2 separate regions of the Mus musculus genome follow, and region 1 is linked to region 2. A link is a contact called in public HiChIP or PLAC-seq data. All regions are on one chromosome and are shown on one strand. The core of a region is the stretch at or near the end of the contact, and the rest is flanking DNA. Distances in the headings are between cores, read along the strand shown.

Region 1 (4,104 bases), core at 943-3,442, 35 kb after region 2:
GGCCACTGTGGTGAGTGCATGTCTGTAATTCAAATCCTAGTATTCAAAGCTGGAGGCAGGAGGAGCAGGAGCTCAAGAACAGCTTGTAAAGTCAGCCTGAATTAACTTGTTAAAATGAGCTTGTCCCTAAAAATAAAAATAAAAAATTTAAAGCCCCCAACACCCCCCCCCTCCACTTTGCTTCCAAAGTAACTGTACAAAGGCTAAGGCTATGTATTTCAGTTCTTGCCTAGTGTGCACAAAGCCCTGGGTTCAGTTCCCAGCATCAGAACAACTGAACAACCACAGTATCTGAGGACTTCTGACTGCCCATACCTTCTTTGTATATATGCCCTTGCTTTATAGTCACTTTATTAAGTTTTCTGAGGGAAACATCCTCTGATTTTCCTTTTGAAAAAACGACTTTTAGAGGATGCTTAAGTACTGTACTTCCAGAGGACACAAGAACAGTTCCCAGAAGAATGTTGGGTGGCTCAAAACATCTTGTGACTACAACTAGAAGGGATCCCAGTACCTCTTCTATACTCATGTCCCATACCCATACACAGAAACACATAAATACACATAATTTAAAATAAATTTTAAAAATCTTTGGATATGTTTGTTTTGTCTCTTGTATGGACAGCTTTTGAAGATAGCGCCTAGAGCCTCATTTATTGAATCATTGATGTTCTAGATATTTTCTTTAAAACTGGTTTCTTAACTGAAACACTGTTGACTTTTGGGGACAATTTGTTATTGTGTAGTCTTTCTAAACCAGTTGCCCCTGTCTGTGTCAGCACTGGACTTTTACTTACTTAGAAGTAAATATTAGAAACTTCAGTTCTCAAACCGAAAACATTCACTTAATTTGGTTTAAGCTTCATACAAGTTGGATTTTGAAAGTCCCATCTCATGTGATTGTGTGATCATGTTTGTGGGGCAGTGATTGATAGGGATTCATTTTGTCAGTCTTAAATCTACAGTATAACTGATATAGTTTTTGTTCTCGAATTATATTAAGCTTAGCCTAAAGGTAAGATTAATTTCCTGTGTATATGGGATCAGGAGCAGAATGGGTAGATATGCTCTTGTCCCTGTCCAGTAGGCAATTCTGCCATCCAGTTATTGAAACTTGTCATTGTGTTATCAGCCTCCCAGATGTTGGAGCAGTCTCAGCAGAATCCATGTGTCAGTCTGTTTGAAACATCCTTGAACATTTCTCACCAACCTTTGAGTTCAGGTAAAATTGTAATATGTATTTTGTTTTTGTAACAGACTTATGATTTGAAAAGTGTGTGTGTGTGTCTCCTCTCACACTGTACTTTTTGAGCTAGACTTTTTCTGTGGAGCTCTGGCTAGCATGGCACTTCAATAGATACCCAGCTAGCCTCCAACTAGAACCATGTCCTTGTCTCCTCGAGTACTGAGATTACAAAAATGCTCCACCATGCCAAGATGTCGTGTGGTCCGTTCTAACCACTCAAGCAGCTGAGTAGACCTAAGTTTCTCCATGAGATTTGGTCTTATGGTATTGGGGACCTCCTGCTTGAACTCTTATTAGTCCCTCCCTGGGGATTTGTTTGATTGTTTGCTTTGTTGTGGAAATCCTTGTGACTATATATGATTTAAATGCAGTGTAAATGTATATCTGAGCACAGTTAGCACTAAAGAGGAATTATTCGTGTTTAATTAAGCCATGAAGCATATTATTGAAAAGAGTCTGTGTTAAATAGTATAGGAGCCCTTGACCTTTTTTCAAGGCTATATAGCTGTCAGGTGTTGAGTTCTTTACACTTCCCTCACGTAAGTCCATGGGGGCCTAAGTGAAGTCTGTGGAAACCCTAAACAACTGTGTTCAAAAGGGCTTCAAACGCCACATGAGGAGATTCAGCTAGGTGTTCTTCCTGTCCGTGGGGTGTATTCTGGCAGTCTGTCCTGCATGTTCTGAGCTTGTTTACCCATTCATCTTTTCTTTGCTCAGTTATATCTCCCATAGATTGGAAGCAAATGGCGATAACAATGCTGGCTTACCTTTCCCTATACTGTTCTTGTGTCTCACTGTATCACACACACACCCCAAGTCTCCATGAGGTAGGCTGCATCCCCACTCCCATTTCACAGAAGAGAAAACCAGGAGGTCAAGTGGATTGTGCAAGATCCTGAGGTTGTGAGTGATACACCCAGGCTTCTGACATAAGTAGTCTAAGAATTTATGCTCTTAGTGATGTGCCACACTGAATCGTGGCTTATTGAAGAGTGATTAATGCATTCAGTTCCTAAGAGTAAATCTCAGTATCACTCCAACTGCTGTCTTGGAAGCACTTCAGCAGAGGCCCAGTATCAGCTGACCTTTGCTTTTGCCCCTCCCTTCCCAGAGCACAGCTTCAAGGACAGGATATCTCTGTTGCCACCACTCTGCTCTGAAAGCCGAGCTCGAGTTGTTTAAGTTAGAATCCCAGCACTGCCTCCAGATGGTGTCTTTTCTCTAAAAAAGGAAGCCTTCAGCTGGGCAGCACTGTACCAGTAGAACTGGGTCTGAGTAATGACCACAGGTTCAGGAAAGTGAGCAGAAAGTGCTGACTGCCCTCTAGTACTTCAGTATAATGAGAGGACAGTAGCATGCTGAGTCCCAGGAGGGGCTAGCACTGTGACCTGACAGGATCAGGAGAGTCACAGGTGACACTGACACTGAGCTGGTTTTGAAGGATGAGTTGTGTTTACCCACAGCAAAATGTGTCAGAAAGCTGGGGTCAGAGTGGGGAGCCTGCAGAGGTGATGGACAGCGTATCATTACTTCTGAGAGAAGTGCAGACTTCATGAGAGATCGGAATATTGAGAGCCCCACATGCTTCATTTGAAATATAAATAAAACATGAGGACTTGATGGAAGAACAGGGGACAGATATGAGGAGCCGTGTTCTGTTTATGAGGAGAAATGGCTTATAGAAGACCAAAGCCTAGCCAAGCATGGTGGCACATACCTTTAAACCAAGCCAGCATTCAGGAGGCAGGGACAGACTCTCTCTTGAGTTCCAAGCCAGCTAGAGTTACACAATGACCAGTGACACCCTGTCTGGTCACTTGCACATTTTAAAGGCGATTCTTTGTTGATCTCTGCAGATGAATCCTTTGCCAGTGGCTCCCACTCATCTTTCGGTGATTCCTGTGGAGATCAAGAAAGGAAACTGGGAAGATCTGCTAATGAGATGACCACGGTGACATGCCCTTCCTCACCTGTGTTGAGGGCAAGCAGTTTTTATGGCTCAGCATCACCCAACCATCTCAGGCAGCCACGTCCTCAGAAAGCTCCAGACAGTCCTTCAAAGGAGAGCATCAACTGTCAGAAGGATGCTACAGGTGCGGTAGCTGATTCCGAGAGAAAGCAAGCTGCAGGTGTATCTCAGGGGGTGCCTGATGAGAAGCTCTGTCTGTCTCCTACGATGTCCATCATAGAAGAACACCAAGTACGGTTGGGACCCAAGAATTCTTCTGCAAAGAGAAAAAGGGCAGCGGACTTGGGTTCATCTCCAAAAGGAAAACTGAAGAAGAGGTACAAGAGAAAGTCTGCTCTGGCAATACAGTTATTCAAGTCCGACCAGAGCCCGCCGTCCACAATCAGACTCATTCCGGGAACTCCTGACGTTGAGGCTTCTTCCTATGAGGACTATTTTTCCCCTGATAATCTCAAGGAGAGGAATTCGGAGAGACTTCCTCCTGAGGCTCAGCAACTAGCAAGCCCTTCTCTGTTCCACTGCAGAGGTCTCTCAAAGTGGGAGCGAAGAAACATGCTGGAAATGTGTGATTTTACCTGCATTGGTGAAAAGCACAGATCCATCAGCAGCATTAGTGACTTAATTTCAAAAAGTGCCTCTAGTCTTGAGAAACCTGTCAAGGAGGAAGTGAATACAGCTTCTACCTGCTTGCTTTTGGTGGAGACCTCTGCTAACGACAGCCCAGGGCTTTGCAGTCAGCCTGGCCCTCAGCTGAGGGATGACACAGGCCCAGAGGGAAGCAGCCACCCTGACACCCTGTCTAGTTCTGCCCACCACATCACACCCTTGAAAGGAAATAGTACAGAAACCAGAGACCCAGGTGATGGAAAAGGCTCCCCCAAAGAAGGTA
Region 2 (3,700 bases), core at 820-3,319:
GGTGGCTCACAACCATCCGTAATGAGATCTGACTCCCTCTTCTGGAGTGTCTGAAGACAGCTACAGTATACTTACATATAATAAAAAAAATAAATAAATCTTTAAAAAAAATGATGCTGGGAGTGAAACTCAAGTCCTCTGAGGGAAAGAGAGTGTATGTAGAGGGAGAAACTGTTTGACTGGAGTCCCTGGCTTCCTCCCCTCCCTGACGTGGTCCCTAAATTCCAGTTTTCTCTTCCTCTCCAACAATGGACCATTTGGAAAGCCTCGGAATAGAAAAAAATGGCAAAAACCTAGTCCCACATTCCTGACAGCTGTCCTAATCACCCCACCTCACCAGAAGTCACCAGCCACCCAAGCCCCTTACCCTAGATGACCATACCAGGGCATAAGCGTATGGCAGACATGTCATTTTCCTTCACCTACAATCTATTAAAAAAACCTTCTCCAGCCATAGTCTATTCTTGACATTTTCTTGTCTTGTCCTGAGCCTAGTGAACTTTCCCAGGAGCCCATTCCCAAATAAACCTACATTTTTTTTTTAAACTTCTTAATTTGGTTTGAATTGGCTTTTTTTTTTTTTTTTTTTTCTGGCAGAGAAAAACCTATTAGTAGTGATTCAACAAAAGATTCTGGGAGGCCCTTGCTTTGGACTAAGTTTGCACACCATGTCCATCCAGCAAAGCTGATCAAACCAAAGTGGAGTCAGTCATGCTGAGTGGCAGGGAATCTAAGTGAAAGGTTAGAGAACCCAAAGGGTCCCAACAGTAAGAGGAGATAAGATGCCGGTTCACCTAAGATAGCCAAATAAGGAAGTCTGAGAACCAAGCCATGGTTCTGATTCTGTGTTCCCTTCTCAGGAATCCTAGTCCTGCTCTTACTGCCTGTATAAAGTGAGAGCATACAGCCGAGGGGAGGGTTATTTAGATCGGAGGGAGAGTTCAGCCTGAGGCATCTGGAAAAGTCCACAGAAGGGAGAGAAAGCTCTCTATCGGACTTGGCCAGCAGGGTAGGTCAGGCCATGAGAGGAGTGGGCACTGGGAAGAAAGGTGGAAGAGAAGAGAGAAAAGCAAAAGAGAGGACAGAGGGTGGGGTAGGGAAAGGGGGAGGAGCAGGGGGAGGGGAGGGGGGAGAGAGAGAGGGTCAGTAGGACTAAGTACCAGCCTGAAATGGCGGGGTTATATAGGAATGAGAAGCTTGGGGAACTGAAGCCCAAGAGCTGGAGAAGTTTAGAGCAGGAGGTGGGTTGAGAAACGCTAAAAGGAGCCACAGGTACCACGTAAGCCTGGAGGCCAGCAGACACTGTGGTATGTTACTGGGCACCTTAAGCAGCCATTTTGTCTTGAGTTTCTCTTTGCACTGCCTAGTGAAAGCTCTCCCACTGTGTTAGTGAAGATGCTTCAATTCGTGAATTCCCATTAACAGCTCATCACTCGGAATTTGGCTTTTTAAAATTATATATATTATATATTTTAATATGTACATTTAAAATAATTTTGAAATATATATATATGTATATGTGTGTGTATATCTATATAAATTATCTTTTTTTTTTTTTTTTAAAGCCAAATTGCTGGGCCAGTCTGTAATCCTAGCTCTTGGGGAAGGCTGAGTCGGGAGAAGGGCTGAGTGTTGTGAGCTAGAAACCAAGGCCATCTCTCTAAACACCCAACCAGGAGCTAAGGAGATGGCTCAGTGGTTAAGAACATTTGCTCTAGCAGAGGACCCGAATTTGGTCCCTGGCTCCCTTATGGTGGCACATAACCATGTGTAATTGGATCTGACGCCCTCTAGTGACCTCCACTGGCACCAGGCACGCACGTGGTGCAAATATGTACAAGCAGGCAAAGTACTCACACGTGTAACAAATAAATACAAAACCCAAAACAACCTGTCTGTCCAAACCAGTTGGGTGGTTTTTTTGTTTTTGTTTTTAACGCCCGGCGCTTAAGGCGACGAAAGGATACTGTTATCTACAGAAGAGCAGGCACTCCCTGGCTTCCGTCCTCCCTAGGCGGCTCCGTCCTCCTCCCTCTCCCGGCAGCCCTTGCGCGGGGAGGCGGGCCCGCGTCCGACCCGCCCCCTCGCAGACTCGCGGGCGGGAGGTTTGAAGACCCAGAGGGCCCGCGGACGCTGCAGCAGTCCCGCTCGCGCTCCAGGGTGCAGGGCTGAGGCAGGGCCCACGGGTGGGTCCCCTCCCCGGTCACCGAGCGCTGCGCAACGAGGACGAGCGAACCCTGCGGGGACAAGCGACCGCGGCGCTGACCTGCGCCCTGAAGCCGCGGTGCGGCGGGCTGACTCCTGCCAGGTCGCCGGAGAGCTTCAGGGCCGCCCGTGAGCGATCAGGTCTCGGCTGTCGTGTGTCACTGAGCCGGGCGCTCTCGGCGAGGGAAGGGAACCCGGAGCCCTTGCGCACACACACACACACCCCTAAGCCTGACGCGGCGAGCCCAGGGGGCACGGCCTGCGCATGCGCACCCCTCTGCCTTCCTGCCGGCGCACGCTCGGTCCCGCAGCTTCAAGCTGGTCGGGTCATGGAGGCCTCGGGAGGCGTTGGGGGCGCCTTTCTGAAAGGTGAGGAGACACGCCCAGTAGGGAGGGGGCTGGGGTCTAGGCTCCCAGCGCCTGGTTGTCTTGCCTGGGCCGCCGGGATCGGCTCCCAGGCCAGGTCCCATCCCATCTCAGGGCTCCCTACGCCCGAGGTCCTCTCACATCCTAGGTTCCCTCACACCCGGAGTCCCCTCACTCAGGATCCCGACCACCTGTGTGGACACCCCACATACATTCACCCTGTGACCTTCATCGACCCCTATGTGTTCCCCAATCCCCCCACCCCACCCCGGTGCAGGCTGAGCCCTGGAGAGCTGGCGGGAGGATAGGCTCCTGTCTTAGCTTTCTGGGATCCTCTTGCCTCTATGGCCTCTGCAGTTGTGGGATCAGGAAAAGTAAGAATTTGGTAATAGTGTGATGGCCTCTGGAGGGTCCTACCTGAGTAGAGCTGCCTGACACTTGTGGAGCTCACCTTTTTTTTTGTTGTTGTTGTATTTTTGTCGTGCTAACACGTGCTCAGAACATGGGACCCTGGGTGAGGAGATTCCAAGTATAAATATATTTTATATATTTATATATTATATTTATTATAGCTATGTGTTTATTATATTTATATCATATATGTGTATATATATTTAAATTTTTATTTATTATTTTAGAAAGCAAGTTTGCCTCCAACTTGCTATGTAGCTGAGGCTGACTTATCTCTGTTTTTTAATTTGGTTTGGGGGTGTGGGGTGGGGGTGTGGGCTTGCTTGTGTAACAAAGTTTCTCTTGTGGCTCTAGCCTTCCTGGACCTGGAAACTCTGTCTCAGTCTGTAGACCAGGCTGACCTCAGAGATCTGCCTACCTCTGCCTCTCAAATACTGGTTTTAAAGGGATACACCACCACCACATGCTTTGGCGTAGAACTCTTGCCTCTACTTTATAATCACTATGTGCTAAGATACCCAACTTCATATAAATAATTTATTAGAACTGAACTGTATTAGCTTGACTATGCTATGGCCATAGAATCGTGTTATTGGAAGATAGTCTGGGCCAGAAAGCCTGGAATGATTACTATATCTGTTTCTTTACAGAAAGCATAATCCAGGATAATTATAAATCTTCCTGGATGAGGAAGATTTAAAATACTACCAAAATGGCA

What was found. HiChIP or PLAC-seq counts read pairs in DNA pulled down with a chosen protein or histone mark.
Region 1: an H3K4me3 HiChIP or PLAC-seq map of intestinal villus epithelium shows a contact between it and region 2, with 8 read pairs. The contact joins the enhancer-like site here to the promoter of Mcph1 in region 2. A contact is called at or near these places in 1 of 39 promoter capture datasets (erythroid cells), 1 of 15 datasets of contacts at CTCF or cohesin (the NIH/3T3 cell line), 5 of 115 datasets of contacts at active chromatin or transcription factors (embryonic stem cells, intestinal villus epithelium and memory CD8 T cells) and 3 of 9 other capture datasets (adipose tissue, liver and pancreatic islet).

Annotation. Positions count from the first base shown.
Region 1 is chr8:18,628,414-18,632,517 of GRCm38.p6, forward strand. Mcph1 (microcephaly, primary autosomal recessive 1) reads left to right here. Exons shown (of 14, transcript NM_173189.3): 7 at 1,133-1,222; 8 at 3,103-4,104. Among named protein-coding and RNA genes, the nearest start is that of Gm25763, 16 kb to the left of the region's middle. Within about 2 kb of position 2,193, at least 39 of the 459 cell types and tissues checked have an H3K27ac peak or open chromatin away from gene starts, as enhancers often do. A contact at or near this core is called in the NIH/3T3 cell line and intestinal villus epithelium, where this site is marked.
Region 2 is chr8:18,593,062-18,596,761 of GRCm38.p6, forward strand. It overlaps Mcph1 (microcephaly, primary autosomal recessive 1), which reads left to right and starts at 2,070. Exons shown (of 14, transcript NM_173189.3): 1 at 2,070-2,574. The coding sequence starts at 2,535.